2 separate regions of the Sus scrofa genome follow, and region 2 is linked to region 1. The links are chromatin contacts, called in public HiChIP or PLAC-seq maps. All regions are on one chromosome and are shown on one strand. Each heading gives the region's core, a stretch centred on a gene start, on an enhancer-like site or on the middle of the called end of the contact. The rest is flanking DNA. Distances are from core to core; before and after follow the strand shown.

Region 1 (5,795 bases), core at 531-3,030:
CCTTTTATTTGAGATTTTCTCAAGATTTTCTTTCACATTTCCTACAGTTATGGTGGTACTTTCTATTTTTAAGAAGTACAGATTTACCTGCAGATATATCATATATTAAACTAATCCAGTAAGAAAAGAATATAATTTATTACAACAATTACCTAGTATTTTACAATTTTTAAGCTGAAAAAACTTTAGCAGTCACCTAGTTACTGAATATTTTATCCCTACCTGAAAAATTTATATGATTTGTAAGCTTATTTGCTTATTTTTATATGTATACTTTATTGAATAGAGTACCAGAAGGAAACGGACAGTGTCATATTCCTCACTATATTGTCATAAGCTAAAATAATGTCACCACATGATAGGCAAATGATAAATATTAAATCAATGAATGAATGTAGTTATCTAAATTCATCTAACGAGGAAACTGAATCTTAGAGAGATTATTGTTTATCCAGAACCACAATTTTTTTTTTTTTTCCTTTTTAGGACTGTATCTGTGGCACATGGAAATTCCCAGGCTAGGGGTCAAATTGAAGCTGCAGCAACATCAGATCCAAGCTGCATCTGTGACCTACATACACTGTTGCTTGCAGCAACGATAGATCCTTAACTCCCTGAGTGAGGCCAGGGATCAGACTTGCATCCTCATCAATACCAGCCAGGTTCTTAACCTGCTGAGCCACGACATGAACTCCAGCTCTACAAATTTATTCAATCATTTGTCGCTTGTAAAAATGGTCATTTCAACTTAAAAGTTGCAGAATGGAGATAGAATCAGTCTTCTGATTGTTGACCCAGTACTCTTTTCATTGCATTATATTGACTACTGGTTATAATACACATGCAAAATTATTCTTCATTAAAAAATAATTTATCATATATTACAGCTTTTATTCCTATATATTTAAAATAGGATCCAGCTAATAAAAATGTCACTTATAGTCAACATTCCAGGAAAAGAAATTAAAATTACATGAGGAAGGAGTTCCCATCATGGCTCAGTGGTTAACGATCCAACCATGAGGTTGCGGGTTCAATCCCTGGCCTTGCTCAGTGGGTCAGGGATCCGGTGTTGCCGGGAGCTGTGGTGTAGGTTGCAGAGGCGGCTCAGATCCCGCGTTGCTGTGGCTCTGGCGTAGGCCGGTGGCTACAGCTCCGATTAGACCTCTAGCCTGGGAACGTCCATATCCCGCGGGTGTGACCCTAGAGAAGAAAAAAAGAAAAAAAATTATCTGAGGAAGAGTTAGGTAGTCAGTATGTGTCATTACACTCAATCCTCACATTAGTTCCATTTCACAGATGATAAAACCAAATGTCAGCTGGGCAAGTAGGCCAGCCTGAGGTTTCCAAGCTACAAAGTAGTGAATTGGATTTGAGGCTGAGTATGTCTCATTCTAAAGCCTTCCTGGTGAATCAAATGCTGTTTTACAGATTATTATCTGTAAAGCACTTGATAGATGTAAATTATTGAATTACCTACATCTTCCATTTGATTGACTTTATCATCCTCAGAAGCATAGTGATATTTGTATGTCAGAAAGAACATTCCTGCTATCTTTAAAATGGATCCCCATTTTTAACTATAGACAGATGCTACTTGTTAGACAATTTTCAAAGTTAGACCATGAAACATTATGGGGCATACATTTGAAATTTTTCTCCAGTTCTTGTTCATGCATCAAATCTCCAGTTTCTTGACCACATAAGATTTGTACAGTCTGTACACTCGGGTTAGTTAACTAGTGGCTTAGAAAAAAGGAGAAGTGTGAATTCAGAAAAGCAGCTGCTTCTAAATGAGATGATATCAGACAGTCTCAGAATAAACTTGGTCCAAGATTGCTTATTCTCCTGTGAGTTGATTGGTAGTTCTTGAAACTTCCTTGTTTTGCAATGATTATATTAAATCACCTATTTCTGTAAGGATAGACTCTCAAAGTTTTAAATCTATTTGTGGAAAACAGCCTTTTTCTCAAATGGAATCTTATGTGAAACATTAATATGTAAATCAGATAAGATAAAAAAAAAACGGTGAGGTCTGAAATGGGAGCCCAGAGGCACATCAGTTCTACTCCAGCTTGGGCCTAGAAAGGAGCATTGCCAAGCCCCTCTGCAAAATGCCCGTGTAAGACCTCCAAGGTCCCTTGCAAGTTGAAAATTCTTTGAACCAATGGCTCTGTTGAGTATTCATCGGTTTTCTTATTGCCATGAAAACCAGTTGTATTCAACAAGGGCAAAATAACAATAACAGTCTTTCTGTGGGAACATCTGGTCTGAAAATTAGAACACTTTAGTTCTAATCCCAACTCTATCACTGCTTAAGTTTGTTACCTTGGATGCTATTGCCCGTCTATAAAATGAGGATTAAAAACATTTTCTGCTTACTTTAAGATACATTTTCTTTAACAAAAAATAAGAGTACAATTATAAGGTATTGCCTTCAGGAAGATATATGACAAGAGGTGTGGATATTGACTTTTTATTCCAAAGTCATTACTATATAGTTACTACCTCTGTTTGTAATTATAATAAAATCAAAAGCTTGAAATATAAGTTCTATTAGTGCCTGGCATATGGGTAAGTATTCATTTTCATTTGTGCATAGTTACAAATGTTTTTCAGAAGAGAGTGGGAGAATTCCATTGTCTAAAAGTAATAAATAAAAATAAAATAAAAATAAATTTAAAATTTGTTTTTTACGGAGTTGATATAGTTAATTAATTCATGATCCCTACTAAAATATAGAAACTAAGAAATTTCACCATTTATACCTATAATAAATAATATTTGTTGAAGATCTTTCAAGACATGCATTATGCATCTGAGATAATAGACAGATATTAACTTAACCAGGTATAGTAAATAGAGATAAAGTGAAAAAGAGACTGATTGATAGACAAAAATGGAAATCATATACTACATGCTATTTTAAAATAGAAAAATAATAGCTTTGTTCTTTAATGGAATTAAAGGAAACTGAAGTGAAACTGTAAGAACTGCTGAACTTTAGACAATGTTTCTTCACTGTAAAAGTTATTTGTTCCTAAATTTTTTTTTTTTTGTCTTTTCTACGGCTGCACCCTTGGCATTTGAAAGTTCCCAGGCTAGGGGTCGAATCAGAGCTGTAGCCTCCAGCCTACACCACAGCCACAGCAACGTGGGATCCAAGCCCCCTCTGCAACCTACACCACAGCTCACGGCAACGCCAGATCCTTAACCCACTGACCAAGGCCAGGGATCCAACCTGCAACCTCATTGTTCCTAGTCGGGTTCGTTAACCACTGAGCCATGGCGGGAACTCCCCAAATTTTTTAATATATACATTTATTTATTTTTTTGCTTTTTAGGGCCACACCCATGGCATATGGAAGTTCCCAGGCTAGAGGTTGAATCATAGCTACAGCTGCCCGCCTACACCATAGCCATAGCAACGTGGGATCAGAGCCACATCTTCAACCTACACCACAGCTCACGAACTGAGGGAGGCCAGGGATTGAACCTGCATCCTCATGGATCCTAGTTGGGTTCATTAACAGCTGAGTTATGAAGGGAACTCCCTCAATTTTTTTTAAAGTTATGAAAAACGCTAAGGTTGAAATCATAGGTTTTTGTTTTTGTTTTTGTTTTTAATTCTCTTCTAGACTGTATCTATGGATCAAGGAGTACACAACATTTCTCCTTACATTTCGTTAGATAAAACTTAACTACATGACTATGAGATAGAGTCTTTTAGCTGATGGCAATTGTTTAGTTTAAAACCTGGGTTCTTGGTATTAGGAAGGCAGAAAATGGGTATAGAAAAATAACCAGCAATTTTTGCCTGTCACACCTGGATATAGAATTTGGAGTTATGCTTTCATGCTCTCGAAACTGTGTATTCATGGGAGTTCCTGTTGTGGATCAGTGGTTAACAAATCCGGCTAGGAACCATGAGGTTGCGTGTTGGATCCCTGACCTCGCTCAGTGGGTTAAAGATCTGGCGTTGCTGTGAGCTGTGGTGTAGGTCACAGACGCAGCTCAGATCCCACATTGCTGTGGCTCTGGCGAAGGCTGGAGGCTACAGCTCTGATTCGACCCCTAGCCTGGGAACTTTCATATGCCACAGGAGCGGCCCTAGAAAAGGCAAAAAGACCAAAAAAAAGAAACTGTGTATTCATAAAATTCTCATTGTGACTCAGTGGGTTAAGAACCTGACTAGTATCCATGAGGATATGGGTTCAATCCCTTGCCTCACCCAGTGGGTTAAGGGTCCAACGTTTGTGTGAGCTGTGGTGTAGGTCACAAATGCAGCTTGGATCTGGTATTGCTGTGGCTATGGTGTAGAACAGCAGCTGTAGCTCTGATTCAACCCCTAGCCAGGGAATTTCCAGACTGTTGTAAGTGCGGACTTAAAAAGCAAAAAAAAAAAAAAAAAAAAAAAAAAAAAAAAAAATCCCTCAAACTGTGTAGTCATGCACTGTTATCTTCAATCACTTGAATATCACTGTGGAGATGTCTGGAATCAAACTAATTCCTTCCTCCTTGTAAATAACCTGTCTTTTCTGCTTGGATTCTTATATGATTAGTTCTTTATCCTTGAACATATGCGGTTCTGCTGGATATACCTTGGATTCATCTTTCTATATAATTTTCTCCCAAATACATGGTGTATCTTTTTTTGCTTTTGTTTTTGTTTTTGGCTACACCTGTAGCATGTGGAAGTTCCCTGGAACCTGCACCATAGCAGCGACCCAAGCCACTGCAGTGACAACACAGGATCCTTAATATACTACACCACAAGAGAACTCCCTATGGTGTATTTTTTTTTTTTTAATCTGCAGATTAAAGTCTTTAGTTCAGGAAACATTTTTTTCTGTTACAACTTTAAATATTATTTCTATCACATCTCTATTTTCCAAGAAGTTGAATCCTTTGTATACCTTTTCTACAAAATTTTAATATTTTGTTCTTTTAATCTGTCCCTCATGTCTTAACATGCTTTTATTATACTTTCTCCCTATTTTTGTTTGTTTCTAATGTAGCATTCACTTCTGAGATATTTATTTTCTTTTGTGTTACTCTCTCTATCAATCTGCTTTTATCTTCTGCTGTATTTTTTAAATCCCTAAAATAGTTTTGAGGCCTATTTTTAGAGCAATAATTTATGTCTAATACATTTTGTCCTTCAGATTGTTTATGTATTTATTTGATTAATTTATTTTAAATAATATTAAACACCTATAAATCTAACATGAAACTAATTCCTTGAAAATAATCTATATCTATGTGTCTCCCTCATTGTATCAGGATGCCTCTCCACATCCAAAGTAAGAATTTTCTTGAATCATACATTCATTATTTCTTTGGTTTATTTTTATATTGTAATATGGTATCAATATATATTCCTTAAAAGGATTATGTATGTATTATAATCATGTATATTATATAATGTAATATTCTTTATGCTGATTGTTTATAACTTTATCAATAGGATACCATGCTCTGTGTAAAAGGCTTACTTTTTGACTTATATTATTATTGTCCATCATTTTATAGTGTGTGTTTGCAATTTATCTGTTTTGGCTATTTTATAGTAATCCAGGGCATGACTATACCATAATTCATTTAGCTACTTTTCTGTTCAAGGGCATTTGAATTTATTTCCAAGCAATGTTTCAATGTTATGCAAGCAATATTTCAATGATATTCTTCCACATTTATCTTGTTATACAGGTCCAGGTGTTTCTTTGGGGTTTATGCCTAGGAGTAGAATTGTTTAGTTGTGGAATATGTCTAAAACAGAATTATTTATGTAACCT
Region 2 (5,594 bases), core at 2,226-4,725, 120 kb after region 1:
CTTCTTTGGAGAAATGTCTATTCAGGTCTTTTGCCCATTTTTCCATTGATTGATTGGTTTTTTTGCTGTTGGGTTGTATAAGTTGCTGATATATTCTAGAGATTAAGCCCTTGTCAGTTGCCTCATTTGAAACTATTTTCTCCCATTCTGTAAGTTGTCTTTTTGTTTTCTTTTGGGTTTCCTTTGCTGTGCAAAAACTTTTCAGTTCGATGAGGTCCCATGGGTTTATTTTTGCTCTAATTTCTATTGCTTTGGGAGACTGACCTGAGAAAATATTCATGATGTTGATGTCAGAGAGTGTTTTGCCTGTGTTTTCTTCTAGGAGTTTGATGGTGTCCTGTCGTATATTTAAGTCTTTCAGCCATTTTGAGTTTATTTTTGTGCATGGTGTGAGGGTGTGTTCTAGTTTCATTGCTTTGCATGCAGCTGTCCAGGTTTCCCAGCAATGCTTGCTGAATAGACTTTCCTTTTCCCATTTTATGTTCTTGCCTCCCTTGTCAAAGATTAATTGACCATAGGTGTCAGGGTTTATTTCCGGATTCTCTGTTCTGTTCCATTGGTCTGTCTGTCTGTTTTGATACCAGTACCACACTGTTTTGATGACTGTGGCTTTGTAGTATTTCTTGAAGTCTGGGAGAGTTATGCCTCCTGCTTGGTTTTTGTTTCTCAAGATTGCTTTGGCGATTCTGGGTCTTTTGTGGTTCCATATAAATGTTTGGATTGTTTGTTCTAGTTCTGTGAAAAATGTCATGGGTAATTTGATAGGGATTGCATTGAATCTGTAGATTGCTTTGGGTAGTATGGCCATTTTCACAATATTGATTTTTCCAATCCAGGAACATGGAATATCTTTCCATTTCTTTACATCTTCTTTGATTTCAGTTAAAAAATTTTAATAGTAGTTTTCAGAGTTTTTTATCTGTATTATGTCATATCATCCCAACAACTCTATGAGTTAGATGGAAGAAATGGTCGTAGTTCTACTTTATTTTTAAATTTTATTTTATTTTATTTTTTTGGTCTTTTGTCTTTTTAGAGCCCCACCCGCGGCATACGGAGATTCCCAGGCTAGGGATCTAATCGGAGCTACAACTGCTGGCCTATGCCAGAGCCACAGCAACGTCAGATCCGAGCTGCATCTGCAAACTACACCACAGTTCATGGCAATGCCAGATCCTTAACCCACTGAGCAAGGCCAGGGATTAAACCCACAACCTCATGGTTCCTAGTCAGACTTGTTTCCACTGAGCCATGACAGGAACTCCAGTAGTTCTACTTTATAGTAAAAAATCAATTCTTAGAAGCTTAAGTGTTATGAGTCAGGGTCCAGTCATGAAAATAGAAAGCACATTAGGTCCTTCAACAGAGAATTTATTGTAGGGGTTTGGGTACTAGCATTTGTGTACTTGAATTGCTCACAGCAGCTTGTGAAGTTTAGAGGTGCTATGTTGGTAGGTGAAAACTGTATGTGGTGAATGATTTACATTACAAAAATCGACACATATTCAAATCAGTTTTCTTTTTGTTTTCCTGGATTAACCAGCACATCACTGGTTAGAGGTACTGGAGGACCGGGGGAAAAAAGAGAACATTGAGGTAACACAAAGATAGTAACTGGAGAAAGCAGTTGTTACACCAGGACCAGGGAAAGAAAAGAAAGAGCTGGGGTTATGAAGACCTAGATCAGAGAAGGGACCCCCAGGCTGACCCCCTATAATTTATACAGTTGAGGGGCATAATGACACTGCATTGGGGTGCTGAAGGAACCTGGAGGCCAGAATTTCCACTGTTGCTGGGGTGAGGCTGATAGGGATAGCAAGCCAGCAAAAAGAAGTGTGTCCTTCCTCCTTCTTCTGCTTTGAGGTTCTCTCCAGCACCCCTATTAGCAGAGCTTATTAACAGGGAACAGCAGCAGAAGAGAAACATGGTTTGTAGATTCTTGAGCCTCAGCATTTTAAAGCCACATGTAGAAGATGAGTTGGGGTGAGAAACAATAATTTAAAAACTAGCACATAGGTGTTTCTGTTGTGGCGCAGCAGAATCAAATCTGACTAGTATCCATGAGAATTCAGGTTCGATCCCTGGCCTTGATCAGTGGGTTAAGGATCCTGCGTTGCTGTGAGAAGTGGTGTAGGTCACAGACATGGCTCCAATCCTCTGTTGCTATGGCTGTAGTGTAGGCTAGGAGTTGTAGCTTGGATTCGACCCCTAGCCTGGGAACCTCCATGTGTCATGAGTGTGGCCCTTAAAAAAAAAAAAAAAAAAAAAAAAAAAGTAGTACATTAAAGGACACACCAAAGATCAAAAGATCACATAGTCTGTGTCATCTGCCTTGTCCCCTGCAATATTTCAGTGCCTAGGCAAGTTCTTGGTATATAACATGCACTCAGTAAACAATTGTGGAAGGGAAGAAAGAAGGCAGGCCAAGCTAACCCAGTTCTCCAGCACACATTCAAAGGCAAGAGGAGTCTAAAATATCCTTGGTCTTCCCCACCCCACCCACAGTGTGTAAGTACAATCATAGCACCAAGTATGTCTTTCTTTATACTTGACCCAGCTGTCTCCCAGTGGTGCAGTGAGAGCTACCTAAGGAGGTACTTTGGTGCTTTGGAGAAATGTAGATCTGGATTCAGCTCCCTGCTTGACTATTTAAGAGTTGTGTGGCCTTGGGCAAATTACTCATCTCTAAGCCTTTGATTTCTCCATGGTAAAAGGAGATAATGATAGTGTGTAAGGCTTTGAAATGGTAATCAATCATTTGTGGTACATGTTCAGACAATGCTCACTCTTACTATTACTCCCAATCCACAGCCCAGAAGGGTGGGCAGATAAGTAGCTAACCGAGGGGAGGCTGGGGCAGTTGACACCTGCTGTTCTGAGTTTCCCTTGCCTGCTCCCTAGTGCTGGCCAAAGACCCTGGCTGGAGAAGCAGGGAATCAGCCCTGGGCTGCCACGGTAAGGCCAAGGGTTAGAAGATGGAGGCCTGGCTAACCAGGCCCAGGCTCTGCTCAACCCAGGAGGGTTCCAAACACCACATTTGGAACTTCACCCTGTGACTTAGAGGTGGGAATCTATGTATTTCCTAATAACTCTGTTTCAAAGCAAGTTTACTTCTGACTGAGACAAACGTGGGTGTGGTGGGTTCCTTGTATTCAAAACGAAACAAAAGAAAAGAAAACAAAGAGCACCCCCTCCCCCAAGCCCGGAAGGCCTGTAGACCTTTTCCCAGGCAAAATGTGCGAAAAGAGGAGGGAGCGCCTTTGTGGGTGCTGTCCTGATTTAGAGCTTAGGAGCACAGCCCTCTCCAGCCCTCCTCAAGTCTGAGGTTCCAAGCTGTTAAAAGCACTGGGGTCCCAGGGGCGGGGTGGATGAGATTTGTTCAGCCCATCCCCAGTCTCAGCGGCTTGCTCAGCCGGTCCCACGCAGGGGAGGACCAGAGCACCGCTGGGTTGGACGCACCCCACCCGGGGAAGCACCCGCTCTCCCTGCCGGAATCCCTGGAATGTCGCCGGTCCAGGAAGTGTCTATCCGGGCTCTATGCAGAGGGAGGGGTTAAAACCTGGAATTTCTCGGGGTGCTTTTGCACATATTCCCCTCAAGCTTTTCAGCCCCATGAAGTTGAAGCTCACGGGGGTGAGAAGGAAGCCGCCTACTTCTTCCCCTGGCCGACTTTGTCTCAGGAAGGTTCGCAATCCCAGCTCTGTGAGTATCCAAACGATCCCTTCTTTGTGTCTGAGGGAGGAAGTCCTTCCAGTCTGGAAACCCACGTGGCCAGCTCAGGCAGGTGTTTCCAGCTGGATTGTCGCCATCTTGTGGCAGGATTGGGTGGCCACACTGGGCGACTGGCTAGGGCTAGCCTGCTGGCAACTTTCTTGGATCCCCAAAGTACCTTTCCTTCTTTCCCCTGACCAGCTAGGAATGGAAATTTTTAAATCGTGTTCCCTGGGCATAGGAGTTGAACTCAGAGGCATCTGCCCCCTCCTCGGCTAATTGCATGCATGCCTCTTCCTAAAGACAGCCAACAGTTAGTTGGAGAGACCAGCCTTATTAAGGAGCTCTTCTTCCTCCTGAGGCACCAAAACCAACCTGAATGAGGTGCCAAACCCCAACCAATTTCCCATGATACAAACTAATGATTAAGAAGACAGTCTTGTTCCTACTAGTTAGTAATGTTATTATGCTTGATGAGTATTATTAAAGGACCCCTGTTATTAAAGACTCCCTGTTATTATTGTATTATTACTTAGCATTTATAATGTATTTTGTATTTTCAAAACACACGGACTATTATCTCCTTGGGCTTTTTTCAAACACTCCAGAGAAGCAGGCAGGTGGCAGCTTCGTTTTTATAAAATAGGGAAACTGAGGCACTGTAATTAGTGCTGAATTCATGGATTGATGAGTCACTGAACAGTAGTCATTTCTTCCTGGATGATTACTGCCTTACTCCAAAGTGTTTTAGATACCAGTAAATGTTGAATAGACACCCTACCTTGGGAAACTAGTTTCACTCACTTTTACAACCCATTGTAATTACATTAGAAACCCAGTCCTAGAAGTTTTAAAACTTACAAGTCATTTACTCATTGTATTGAGCATATGGGTGATGTTAATTGCATTTTATTTTATTTTTACAAGTTAAACACAACCCATTAAAAAAAAACAGATGTTACAATCGGTAAACCAGATGTATCTTGATTTGGAGAATAAACTGGTTTTCATGACATTTGTTCATCATGAAAATACCCATTCATTAGATATAACAAGAATAAAAAAAGATAATAAAAAACCCACCATCTTCTTTTAAAGTCTATCAGAACAAGAAAAATTATTTTTTGCTTTCAGACTTTGTTTTCTCTTTTCAAAAAAGTTTTCAGTCCTATCGGTAGGTGCACTCATATTGCCACAGAACATTACATTTCTTCAGTAATTTTTTTTCTCTCTAAAAGCAACCACAAAATAAATAACTTATTTTGCTGTATGCTCTGCTCATAGAAAGAAAGTAGTCACATTATGTGCTCCCCTCTTCCTACCCACCCCCCCAAAAAGAAAAACATCCTGTCATTATGGAAGTCTCCAGTGGAAAGCCTTGGGCTTCAGTTCTGAGCTGGGTCAGGGTTGAGGCAAAGGAGAGATTGAGAGGCTTGTCCTATCTTTAGTTGCCCAGTTGGCCTAGCCCCCAGCAAAGCTACAAAGTTAAGGAAGTTTGTCTTTGGAACCTTCCCATACAAACTTAAGTGTTCTCTATTTAACCAGCTCTCACCCAAAATAATAAATTTCTAAATGTACATTTTTTTTTAAAGAAGCTAAGTGGCTTGTTTGCTGGTTGGGGGAGGACCAGGCTTTCCAACCTTCCCCTGTATTCATTCAACTCATTTATTCACTCGAAAGGAATGTATTTATAAATTGTATGAACAAATAGCTATTCATGATAGCCTTATAATAAGCAAGGCACTTATTCATTATTCCTATCAGCAACCCTTCGAAGCATAATTCCTGTAAAAGGTGAGGAAACTGAAGTTCAAAAAAGCTCTTATAACCTGCTCATAGTCACATAGCTAGAGGGAGAGCAAAAGGAACATAAGTTTGCAGCT

Evidence for each region. HiChIP or PLAC-seq counts read pairs in DNA pulled down with a chosen protein or histone mark.
Region 2: an H3K27ac HiChIP or PLAC-seq map of alveolar macrophages shows a contact between it and region 1. The contact joins two enhancer-like sites. A contact is called at or near these places in 5 of 47 Hi-C or Micro-C datasets (embryonic fibroblasts, fetal skeletal muscle, liver and 2 more) and 2 of 2 datasets of contacts at active chromatin or transcription factors (alveolar macrophages and skeletal muscle).

What each region holds. Positions count from the first base shown.
Region 1 is chr3:92,408,506-92,414,300 of Sscrofa11.1, forward strand. No RefSeq gene overlaps it. Among named protein-coding and RNA genes, the nearest start is that of FOXN2, 74 kb to the left of the region's middle. Within about 2 kb of position 1,781, at least 1 of the 83 cell types and tissues checked has an H3K27ac peak or open chromatin away from gene starts, as enhancers often do. A contact at or near this core is called in alveolar macrophages, where this site is marked.
Region 2 is chr3:92,522,011-92,527,604 of Sscrofa11.1, forward strand. No RefSeq gene overlaps it. Among named protein-coding and RNA genes, the nearest start is that of FBXO11, 170 kb to the right of the region's middle. Within about 2 kb of position 3,476, at least 59 of the 83 cell types and tissues checked have an H3K27ac peak or open chromatin away from gene starts, as enhancers often do. A contact at or near this core is called in alveolar macrophages, where this site is marked.